Linked DNA regions of Ovis aries: region 2 is linked to region 1. A link is a contact called in public Hi-C data. All regions are on one chromosome and are shown on one strand. Each heading gives the region's core, a stretch centred on a gene start, on an enhancer-like site or on the middle of the called end of the contact. The rest is flanking DNA. Distances are from core to core; before and after follow the strand shown.

Region 1 (6,449 bases), core at 1,927-4,426:
GACACTTGCTCCTTAGAAAGAAAGTTATGACCAACCTAAACAGCATATTAAAAAGCAGAGACATTACTTTGCCAACAAAGGTCCGTCTAGTCAAGGCTATGGTTTTTCCAGTGGTCATGTATGGATGTGAGAGTTGGACGGTGAAGAAAGCTGAGTGCCGAAGAATTGATGCTTTTGAACTGTGGTGTTGGAGAAGACTCTTGAGAGTCCCTTAGACTGCAAGGAGATCCAACCAGTCCATCCTAAAGGAGATCAGTCCTAGGTGTTCATTGGAAGGATTGATTATGAAGCTGAAACTCCAATACTTTGGCCACTTCATGCGAAGAGTTGACTCATTGGAAAAGACCCTAATGCTAGGAAGGATTGGGGACAGAAGGAGAAGGGGACGACAGAGGATGAGATGGCTGGATGGCATCACCGACTTGATGGATATGGGTTTGGGTAGACTCTGGGAGTTGGTGATGGACAGGAGAGCTTGGTGTGCTGTGATTCATGGGGTCACAAAGAGTCAGACATGACTGAGCAACTGAACTGAACTGAAATAGGTACATTTAAGAAAAAAAAAGTTTCTAATTTGAATGCTGACATACTTAAATCTCTGAGATTGTTCCCCATCTTTTCTCTTCAGTGTGAAAGAAAACTGGCTCAGACCTAACTGCAGTGTTTTCCACCTACCTGACCTCACCCCTCTTGCACCTTGGTGGTGCCCCATCTCTGCGCTTTCACTGGGAGCCCCTCAGGTTTCCCCTCAGGGCCCTGAGAGACATTTCCAGAGACTTCTTTTCGACCACTCTCTCCTCTTGAAGGAACATTGAAGGGAGGGAGGTCATGGACAGGAAGTATGGACCACAAAAAATCCTCAGTAATTTGCTAGGTGAACATTTTTGCGTGCCAAAAATGTTCTAGAAACCATGCAAAGTGGTAAAGTTGGAAAGTAAAGTCTAAATTCCAAATTTATAGCTCCAGCTGAAATTCATGACTTTTACTAGTCATTCATGCTGTTACCAAGTCCCCTTAAGTAAACTTATATAGGAAAGTAATTAGTGGCATTTTATGAAGCTCCATTTACCAATGTAAGTTAGGTTGTATCATAAAGGCTATCAGTGCGAGGCTGGAAGTGAAGACAAGGGCTGACAAACTGCATGAGAGGACCAGTCCCGTAATAGTTCAGCAAATACCATGACAACTCAGTAAAACTCAAAACATCCACCCTTCTCGACTGTTCCCTAGTTTTCTGTCAGTCTGTAATGGCAGTTTAGACAAACTTCATTTATCACCGATTTATCAAATCACTCAACTGATTTCCTTGAACAAATAATCTGTGTTTACCCAAAGCTTACTATTTTCCTCTCTTGTCCTGCCCATTGGAGCTGAGTGTTCATGACTAAAGCCTCTAATATATTAATATAAAATCTGCCTTTTTCAATATTAAAATGGTACAGGGGTTATTTTGAAGTTTGTAACATTTATATCGGGTTAGCCAAAAAGTTCACTCAGGTTTTTCCGTACAATCTTAACGAGAAAACCTGAATGAAATCTTTGGTCAACCCAATATTATGAAAAGGACAACTGCTGCTTTGTGATTGGAGACAGAATTACAGATTATATAGTTATGCACCCTCAAAGTAATCCAAATGTTTCCTTAAATTCACAAGACTATTTTCTGCCAGTTTCTTTTGATATGACAAGGCCCCGTAAGAAAATAAATGATCAAATTACAAATTTACAATTGCAAACTAAATATTTTATAAATGCATTAGACTTACTAGAAACCTGCCAAGAAAATGTCAAAGACCCTAAATAAATCACTAGAAAGCTATTAATAGCTTCTACCCAAAATAATAGAAATGAATAAAAATCAGGATATATATTAACTGTCGTCTGAAGGGTGAAGAGGACTAAAGATTTTTTTCAGTTAAATTTTTTGAGATAATTGTACATTCGGCTTCAGCTGTAAGAAATAATACAGAGAGATCCTGTGTGGCATCCAGTCAGTTTCCCTCATGATAACAGAGAGTAAAACTGTAGCACGTCAGTCAGGATATTAACTGATACTGATAAAGTCAGGACACGGGCACAGAACCTCTCCATCCCCACCAGGGTCTTTGCCCACTTACAGCCACACCTATTCCCCTCCTGCCCCCACCTTCCCTTAAATTCTGTCATTTGAAGAATGTTACATAAATGGAGCCATACAGTATGCAACTTTGAGGATTGTTTTTTTTTCCACTCAACATAATTCTCTGGAGATTTACCTGGGTTGTTGTCTGTATCAAAGTTTCTTTCTTCCTTTCTTTTTTTTTAACTGCTGAGTAGTATTCCATGGTATGGATGTACCACAGTTTAACTGTCTACTTACTCAAGGACATCTGATTACCTCTAGTTTGAGGTGTTATGCTAAAGCTTCTAGAACATTCAGGTACATGTTTTTTATGGGAATATAAATCTTCATTTTTCTGGGATAAATGGCCAGGAGTGCAATTTCTGAGTCATATGGAAGCCTAAAGATTTTGATGAAAATATTGTTTAGTCTGAAGGTATTCGTTTTCCCCATGTAAGAAAAAAAAAAAAAAAAAAGGAAGAAAAAAAGGTCTTCTTTGAGGTCATTTCTCTGGGTGCTAGAAGAGTAAGAGGTTATTTATGGAAGAATATGTAGAACTCACCATGTGGAAAGGCTCAGGTGGAAGCCCTGGTATTTACCAAGGGAATGTGTCATAAGAACCATCTCACAAGCAAAGTTAAAGGCATTAATGTGTGATATCTTTCGAGACTCAGAGAAGGCTGAGTCTGTCACCTTGTGAAAGGATGTGGGCATACTGGAGGCGGCCTTAGAGGTGGGGAATGCAGGAGGGAGAGGGACGCGATGCAGTCAGACTCTCCTGCCAGGGGCTGCTTTCAGGAGTGTATAGGACTCTAGAGGCAGTTTCTCTACAGTCAGATGCTCAGAGGGCTTGGCTCCTCCACCCAGAATGTATCTGGAACTGGAACACCTAGGTTTGAGCCCCACTTCAGCTACATAATAGCTATATGACTCAAGTACCCAAAGTGTAAGTTACCACCTTCCCGAGGCTGGGCACAGCTCTGAGACCAGTCCTCAACTGTACTCTGGACTGCAGAGAGCACTGATCCCCTGTTAACAAGCAGTTTCTAACAACTGGGTGACCTCTAGTGGGGAATAAAGACCTCGAAGAAAGAAAAAGAGAACTGGTTCCTCCTCGCAGAGGAAAAACCACAAAAACAGCCAATACTGGGAACAGTCAAGCCCCAGAAAGTCCTCAGGTTGTTCACCATGGCCTAGTTTTGATTCCTAAGGTTGTTCAATGACTGATTCGGAGGCCAACTCCCTGGGATTGTTAGAGGCAGGACTTTGGCGGTCAGGTCTTAGACGGCTGGTATAGCTTAGCTTTAAATCTTCCAACTCCATGCTCTGTTATACTGCACAGGAAACTTCATGAGGATGGAGTCACTCATTCTCTGGGACAAGGCAGTCACCCAGATTTCAGTAACAAGAGCTCCTAAAGCCAAACAACGCTTGTATAAACCCACATAACAAACAGTAAGGAGGTTTCGGTGAAAACTTGTGAGTTGCCAACTTGATAATAAAGTTCTAGTTAACACTCTTTTTCTTTTATTTTATAGTTTTATTTAACATTAATTTTAGGTCAATCTCAACAGCTTTAAGTATTCTTGATGGTTAAGAAACAGTGAAGAAAACATTTTCTATTTTAACATATACTTACTACACCATAACTTTAAATTGGTCTTCTATATCCAACATCACCAACCATACATAATGTATTGATTTATTTTTCATTTTGAAAAGTCACTGGGAAAGGCAAGACCAAATGCTACATTCTTGGTTCAAATGGACTGACAGCCTTATGCCTACACAAGCAACTTTGATCAGAGATCAAAGTACCAAACGCTCAATAAAATTCAAGGAAAAATGGCATACCTGAAGAGATATGCTATCAGATCTTACTGCCTGCATTTTCTAATGTCAAGGGAAAGTACTAAAACTGAGAATGACATTCAGTAAATGGAAACCCCAAATCTGGATTCACTATACCTCACCTGGTTATTCTTACCCTATTAGAAGGATACAGTTGTTTTTAAAACATAAAATGATCTCAAAGAACCATAAAACAATAATGTCCAATGAATTTATTAAATCCTAACTGCTTGCACTTTAAAATTACCTTTCTTAAAACCTAAGCATTGCACAGATCCACAGATATTAGACAAGGGGATAAAAAGCCCTACGTAGAAGAAATTTAGCTGTGAGCAAGTAAAAATTTTAACAGTCTTTAAACCCTTTCCCAAAACACAGATAATATATTTCTTCATCTATTTATCTTTAGCAGCTATATTTCTCTAATGTTGTTGTTTAATTGCTAAGTCATGTCCAACTCTTTTGCAACCCAATGGACTATAGCCCAGCAGGCTCCTCTGTCCATGGGATTTCCCAGGCAAGAATATTGGAGTGGGTTGCCATTTCCTTCTCTAGGGGCTCTTCCTGACTCAGGGATTAAACCTGCATCTCCTGCATTGCACGGGGATCCTTTACCACTGAGACCTCCCTGGAAGCTCTGTATTTCTCTAATAGAGCGGTCTTGATAATTTCCAAGACTTAGAAAATTTAATGTGTCTAAGTTTATTATTAAGTGTCAGAGTGGATTTCAAATTTAGTCTATAAGATTTCCAAAATGCCATGCCGCTTCTATACAGTTATCAAGATAATCAGGAGAAAATGGTTTATACAAAGCTTTGTTGCTTGTTTACAACTGTTTTTAAAATTCCTGACAGACCATGCCTCTAAGAAGCCAAAAAACGGGTCTGACCTGTCTGTGTATCCTGGCAGATTACACAGTGTCTGGCACATTGTTTCTTAAAACCTAGACATGGGGGGATCCAATAATTCTTTGCTGAATGTACACTCAATTAAGTTCACTATAACAGGATTTTGAAGTAACATTTTTCTTATGACTAGTTCTATAGTTCATTGTAAAATTCTTAAGAAAATAAACATGAACAAAGAGAAGAAAGTGTTATCATAATCCTAACAACTAGAAGTAACTATCATTAATATTTTGATGTTAGTCTCAGCTTTTTTTCTCTATATGAATGAATGTTTAATTCATACTATAAGAATACACGGAAGAACTGTACAAAAAAGATCTTCATGACCCAGATAATCATGATGATGTGATCACTAATCTAGAGCCAGACATCCTGGAATATGAAGTCAAGTGGGCCTTAGAAAGCATCACTATGAACAAAGTTAGTGGAGGTGATGGAATTCCAGTGGAGCTATTTCAAATCCTGAAAGATGATGCTGTGAAAGTGCTGCACTCAATATGCCAGCAAGTTTGGAAAACTCAGCAGTGGCCACAGGACTGGAAAAGGTCAGTTTTCATTCCAATCCCAAAGAAAGGCAATGCCAAAGAATGCTCAAACTACTGCACAATTGCACTCATCTCACATGCTAATAAAGTAATGCTCAAAATTCTTCAAGCCAGACTTCAGCAATACGTGAACCGTGAACTCCCTGATGTTCAAGCTGGTTTTAGAAAAGGCAGAGGAACCAGAGATCAAATTGCCAACATCCGCTGGATCACTGAAAAAGCAAGAGAGTTCCAGAAAAACATCTATTTCTGCTTTATTGACTATGCCAAAGCCTTTGACTGTGTGGATCACAATAAACTGTGGAAAATTCTGAAAGAGATGGGAATACCAGACCACCTAACCAGCCTCTTGAGAAATCTGTATGCAGGTCAGGAAGCAACAGTTAGAACTGGACATGGAACAACAGACTGGTTCCAAATAGGAAAAGGAGTATGTCAAGGCTGTATATTGTCACCCTGCTTATTTAATTTATATGCAGAGTACATCATGAGAAATGCTATACTGGAAGAAACACAAGCTGGAATCAAGATTGCCGGGAGAAATATCAATAACCTCAGGTATGCAGATGACACCACCTTTATGGCAGAAAGTGAAGAGGAGCTAAAAAGCCTCTTGATGAAAGTGAAAGAGGAGAGTGAAAAAGTTGGCTTAAAGCTCAACATTCAGAAAACAAAGATCATGGCATCTGGTCCCATCACTTCACGGGAAATAGATGGGGTAACAGTAGAAACAGTGTCAGACTTTATTTTTTTGGGCTCCAAAACCACTGCAGATGGTGACTGCAGCCATGAAATTAAAAGACGCTTACTCCTTGGAAGAAAAGTTATGACCATCCTAGATAGTATATTCAAAAGCAGAGACATTACTTTGCCGACTAAGGTCCATCTAGTCAAGGCTATGGCTTTTCCTGTGGTCATGTATGGATGTGAGAGTTGGACTGTGAAGAAGGCTGAACGCCAAAGAATTGATGTGTTTGAACTGTGGTGTTGGAGAAGACTCTTGAGGGTCCCTTGGACTGCAAGGAGATCCAACCAGTCCATTCT
Region 2 (6,449 bases), core at 1,390-3,889, 410 kb before region 1:
CATGCACTCTGCAGTGCAAATACTAGAAATCTTGAGGGATGAGCAGGGAAGGCAATTATTGCAATGTGCTCTTTCACTTACATTGCAATATGATTGAATATCACTTGTCCCACAAGTGAGCACATAAAAGGGTCGCCCAAGTTTTAACTAGTCTGTATCCAAATATTCCGCCGTGTAAAAACAAAATCCCTATATCATAGCCATATCCCTAATTTTTTAAACAAATAATTTATCTCATTTGAACATTTTTTAAGGCATAGACATATAGGTCATTAATCTTTCTTATTATCCTATTTGGGTTATACCAAAGACATTCCCGACCAAGACTATTCTGAAAGGACTGAAACCTCAACAAGAGTTTGTGGGGAAATATGGGCTTAGACGTCAGAGGGCTCAGTTATAGATCTGCAGCCATTCCTATCTCCTTAAGTGACTGCTGGCAGGTCGCTTAATTTCTCTAGAGCTCAGTTTTCTCATCTGCAAATATGTGAAAGGACTAGACATTTCAGAAGACTTCTAGCAATGAAATTCTACAATTCTGTGCAATAGCCTACACTTAGTTTATGACAGCGGAGCCTGGTGGGCTGCCGTGTATGGGGTCGCAGAGAGTCGGACACAATTGAAGCAACTTAGCAGCAGCAGCAGTTTATGGGGGAAAGGTGAAGAAGGGTTTCAACATAAGTAGGAGCCAGAAAAGAATAAGGATTCGATGAACCAAACTCTTGACATATACCTATGGAAAAAGAGACTGACTAACTCTCTTGTTTGTCCTGCCTCAACCATGACCTTGCAGAAATCCTGTTCCACATGGCTTCTCTCCTTCCTGGTCCTGGCATACCGATGGGGCTTGTCTTCTGATAGTCCTGCACTTTGCAAAACTGCCAGTATAAGCAGTTTCAATTTAGTCTTGTAACTAGTTCCTACCCTCAATATTTCCATATATGTGACTCAGTTTCTGTTTACTTATGAAGCAGCATTCAAGATACTGAAATTTCTGACACTGAAGAATTTCACTTAACCATCTTTGATAAAATATAAAGTAACCAAGACAGAGATCATAAAACAAAATTTCAAAAAGCTACTCAACTAACAGAAAAGTTTTCCACCTTAAAAAAAGAAAGTGATAAAAGGCAGTTTTATTCCAGAAAAAAAAAAATCTTACCTACATAGGCTTTCTGCAGTCAAGGAATCTAAAACCATAGCAAGAACATGCTTTAGATTTCTGTACTTTAATTCTGTTAAGATGTCCAGCTTTTCTATACCCATTTTCTTGCCAATCAGTCCTGCAAGTACACGCTGTAGTACAGCTATTTTCCCCCCGTCCCTTTCTTCTAACAATTCATGTGCACCGTTTTGCTGGAATCTTTTCCTTTTGCTTTTCATAAAAAGCTCATGCACTAATTGCAAGGCTGGGGTCTTTGATAAATTCTTAAAGCTTAAATCTTCACTCTTATTGTCACTGCTCAGTTGGCTCTCTGAAATGTCTGAAGCGGTCGCTGGTGTTGATTCAGAGCTAGAGAGGTAGGTTTGGTTTTCTTCTTCTGTCTCAGATTGTGAGCCTTGCTCCCGAAGGGTGGACAGTCTTCTCAATCTTCCAAGACGCCTTGACTTTTTTATGGTGTCCCCGACTTTGAGAGTTCCCTTATGTTTCTGAAGTAGTTCTTGGAAAGAGCCCTCTTGCTCAGATAGGGGATCTTCTGATTTATCCAAGCAAAGTGAGTTGAAACCACTGTCTTCAGGGGTCGAAATATTGCGTCTCACTCCAGCTGAAGGAGAAAATCTTCGACTTGCATTAAATTTAACACTTGGTAAAAGATTACTGATTGGAGTCACAAATATGTCCTCATCTGTTCTACAGCTTGTTCCACCAACAGAAGAGCCCAGAAGTTCAGGATATGTATTCTCATTATTAATACATAGACTGCTGTCACTGAAGTCATGTGTGATAGAGTCTTTAAAATTACTGCCCTGAATCGGAGATATACATTCAACTTCAAATAGGCCACAGTCATCTTTGGAATCATCCACTGTGGAAGTCTTCTGTTGAGAAAAATTAAGTCTCAATTTTTGACTGCTGGAAGTTACTTCTTCTGTTCTCAAAGTGCTAGTAACTGAAGAACTAAAAGTATCTTGCCTTGGAAAACCTGAAGCACTGCTTGGAATATTTTTCTCTAAATTGGGAACTTGGCTTGTACTGCTTTCGAGGGAACTGCTTTGTGATTCAACATCCCTGTCTAGAAGAGAGAAAGATATGTCCAATCTTCTGCGCAGCAAATGTTTCTTTCCACTGACTTTAGGAGTTTCACAAAGGTCTGGGGTTTTATCATTTTCCTTCCTGAGGAAGACAAATCTCTTTCTTTGAGTGGGAGACTCTAAACTATGGGTTAAGGCCAAACTTGAAGTTTCAGGATATTCGTGGATCAATGTTGAGCCTCTTTCTTTCTTTCCAAATAATTCTTTATCTGTGTTATCAAAGCTGCACGATTTTAACAGCTCACTGTAGCCACTATCTTGAAAAGAAGATGTGGAACAAAGGTCTCCAAAGCTGGAGGACTTGAGCCTGACAATAGGAGAGTCCACCTCATTTCCTGCTCCAGTGCCAGCTTCACCTGAATGCCTTTCTGACATCTTCAAAATCTCTGTTTCTACAAAGTGAAAACAAATTTTATTCTTCCTTTGAAATTAATAGCCTGACAGCTAATACCAAAATACTTGTTATGAGCACAGATGATTATGGAAAATTGTATGGCAATAGAAAAAAGTTACTTTAAAAAAACAAATCTCCTCTGCTACATACTCCTGTGTATCTTACTTACGACAGTGTTTCAACATCATAAAAACCAAAATTTCTAGGATATAAATGTTCACAGATTACCTGACTAAGGATAGTCTAGGCACTGTGCACAGATATTTTCATTAACTACGCTTGAGGAAAAAAATATATCATGGCATAATTTTTAGATGATTGTATTACCTTATAATTTTTACAGTGCTAAAGTACATTATTGTAGTTCCAACATTCTAACTTATTTGTGCTGGCCTATATTTAGTCAAGTGGATATTTCCTTTCTGAGTTCTATAATGTAAATAAAGATGCTTAAAAAAAACTATATGCTGATTTTGACCACTGGTCAAGTGAGTGCAGCCACTATAAAACAGCAATTCAGCAAAGCAACTCTAGGATAATGTTACTCATACTTGTAACATGGGCTTGTCTCAGAAACCTGGTCTTTCTGACCATTCACAAGGTCTGAATTCCAAGGCTTTCACCTTTGCAAAGGCTCTTTGGCTCACTGATAAATTAGTAACATATTCTTGAGCTAACCAAAATGAACCAAAGCTCCACAGGCCATCTCAAACCTGGAAAGTTATACTCATTCGTGTCTCATCTGGTAAATATTTTCTACTCAGGAACCCACCCTTTATAATATTCTTAAATTGAAAATAAAGAATTTAAGTACATAACTTAGAGAAGAAGTGTGATTCAGTATTATATTTGTAAGGAAGGACACTAGGAAACATTTCACTTTTTTTAAGGAAACACTTTAAGGAAACTCTTTTTAAGGAAACTCTTTAACGTTTTCAACAGTATCACTGCATTCCTTTTTAGAACTTGAATTCAATCTTAAAGTATAAGAAAGTTATTTCTCCAGATTATTCAAAGCACACGAAGAAAACTGTCATTCTTTTAAAGTTTTCTCCAGACTGAATACATGGTTCTCTATTTAAAAGATCCTGGGAAGATATATTGTTAGTTGAGTATAACGGGAAAGTTATTTATGCCTAAGTTCCTATTCTAACCAAAAAACCAAATTGTTTCTTTGTGGTATAATGATCATTATTACTGGGCAAAGTAAGTGTTTTTCAACTTTTAAAACCTATATTCTATTTTGGTAAATCTCACATATGTTCTCTTCTGATTTAGATTCCCTCAGATTGTGACAATCACTGATCTCTTCTGTACCTGCTTACCAGCCAAGATGATCAAATTTTGCTTTCTGTATTTCATATTTTAAAACAATTTTTGTTTTCAAATTACACCTCCACACACGAATGTTTCCTACTCTCCGAAAATCACTTTATTAAGTAACAGTTTTTTCTCATGTCATTTGGTAAAGTTAGGTCCGAGCCTTTTTAAAACTTTTAAAAATTAAAACAAATGTAACTATTCTTCTACTTCACCACTAGGTGTCTCACCATGCTCGAATTTGGGAACCTGAGAGGCAAATTGATGGAAACAAAAGCAGGGATGCAAATAAAATCCTCTCCCCGCTAAAAACCATAGACCACTTGCTTTAGACATACAAAAAACTTCCGATTTTCCTTTTGTTCATCTACCCATTTGAAATTGCTTCCACCGTGCTTTCTCTGGTGTCATCATTTTTTTTTTTCCCCATCTTTCATCATTTTCAACCCAAGACACTGGTCTCAAAACGTGGTTTTTCAAACTTCAAAAGTATTTATGCAAAATCGTGGAATGCCGGTTGACTTGCTCAGTTTCACTGATTCAACAGTTCACTGATGAAACAAACAAGCCTCTTCAATATTCAATTTTTAAAACCAAGCTCCTGATAAAGAACACACATCTCTATAGTGCTCTTTAAAAAGGCAAAAACAAAAACACTGGTTAACTCAATGAAGTACTTAAAGTAATTAAAACCGAATTTCCTTCATTTGTTAAAGTGCAACATCTTACCATCAGTAAAATCTTGAGTTCTTAGACGCCAACGTTACCTAGGCTTCCGATAAAGGAAATTTCTCACTTTGCCTTTAAAATTCACGCCAAAGTAATACCACTTAAAGAGACAACTAATTTTGAACAATTAATGGAAACGTGCAGTAGCAGCACAATGCCGGCCAAGATTTGAAGGATACCTCAAGTACGTGCTATCGGGATTATTTTCTAACGCTTTAAAAGGCCTAAATCACTTTGAATTCCCCCCAGCTTTCCAGACAACAGAAATTGTCATATCTCTGTGTGCTCCAGCTAGTCTCGGGACGGAGGGAAACGGCCCCAATTCGGCTCTCTGACCACGCAGGGTCAGCGGCTGCGCGGTCGCGTCCTGCCCGAGGTGCCGTCGGCGGGTGGCTGGTTAACGGTCTCCCCGGGGGCGTCAACCAGGCCGCTCGTTGGTCCGCGGACCCTCCCCAGGCCGGGCTGGCGGAGGGAGGCCGGCCCCAGGGCCCCAGGAAGCCGCCGACGGGAAGAGGACGGGCCGGCGTCGCCTGGAACCGGAGCGAGAGGAAGGCGAACCGCGTCGGGGCGCCTCTCTCGTCGCGGCCCCTGGGAAGCTGAGCGGGCGCGGGGCAGCGGACGCCCAGGGGCCGGCCGCCCTCACACACCTGGCGTCCCCGCTCCCGCCCACCTGGGGGCCCCGGGGCGGCCGCGCCCACCGCGCCGACGCGCCGGGCGGGGATGTGTGGGCGGCAGCCGCCCGAGCGCCGCCGAGGAGCCGCGGCCTCGTCCCCAGGGATGCTCGGCTATGGCAACCTCCACGCCGGCTCCGCGTGGGGCCGCCGCCTTTTCCCTCCTTCGGTTTGAACTGCCCGCCCTGAGTAACCGCCCCGCCCCGCGCCGCGCCGCGCCGCCCCTTCCTCCCGCCGGCCGCCGCCCCGCGACCCCGCAGACCCCCGGCCCTGCGTGCGCCCGGGAGCTCCGCGTCTGCTTTCCAGCCCTCCGCGCCCCCACCGCACCGAGGCACCCGCGTGCGTGCTAAACCGCTTCAGTTGTGTCAGACTCACTGTGACCCCTCAGACTCTAGCCCTTCAGGCTCCTCCATCCATGGGATTCTCCAGATGAGAACACTGGAGTGGGTTGCCATTTCCTCCTCCAGGGGATCTTCCCGACCCAGGGATCGAACCCGCGTCTCGTAAGTCTCCTGCATTGGCAGGCGGGTTCTTTACCACTGAGTGAGTGAGTGGAAATCGCTCAGTCGTGTCCGACTCTTTGCAACCCCATGGACTATGCAGACCATGGAATCCTCCAGGCCAGAATACTGGAGTGGGTAGCCTTTCCCTTCTCCAGGGGATCTTCCCAACCCAGGGATCGAACTGAGGTCTCCCGCGTTGCGGGCAGATTCTTAACCACAGCCACAAGGGAAGCCCTCTTTACCACTAGCGCCACCTGGAAAGCCCCTCTGAGGCACCTAGGGCTTTCTAATTTGGTAGGCTCTTTCTCACGCACTAGTCGTGTCCGACTCTTTGCGACCCTACGGACTGACTGTAGCCCACCGGGCTCCTCTGTCCATGGGGATTCCCGACCCAGGGATCGAATTGGCATCTCATGTCTCTTGCACTGGCAGGCGGATTCTTTACCGCTAGCGCCGTCTGGGAAATCCAATAGGTCCTACTGTGGGATGCTATTAAAAATAACGTAGGAGAACGTTCACTTGAAGATGTTTCCAGAGATTAAATGAAGAGTGAAAAGTAGGTTACAAACCGAATGCCAT

Evidence for each region. A called contact is a pair of places that touch in the nucleus more often than the background predicts.
Region 2: a Hi-C map of mixed tissues shows a contact between it and region 1, with 5 times the contacts expected there. The contact joins the promoter of FBXO43 here to the enhancer-like site in region 1. A contact is called at or near these places in 12 of 16 Hi-C or Micro-C datasets (blood, hypothalamus, liver and 5 more).

Annotation. Positions count from the first base shown.
Region 1 is chr9:76,750,703-76,757,151 of ARS-UI_Ramb_v3.0, reverse strand. The region is part of intron 2 of ANKRD46 (ankyrin repeat domain 46); the gene reads right to left. Among named protein-coding and RNA genes, the nearest start is that of ANKRD46, 32 kb to the right of the region's middle. Within about 2 kb of position 3,176, at least 11 of the 54 cell types and tissues checked have an H3K27ac peak or open chromatin away from gene starts, as enhancers often do.
Region 2 is chr9:77,159,811-77,166,259 of ARS-UI_Ramb_v3.0, reverse strand. FBXO43 (F-box protein 43) reads right to left here and starts at 2,639. Exons shown (of 4, transcript XM_042254579.2): 1 at 1,163-2,639. The coding sequence starts at 2,628.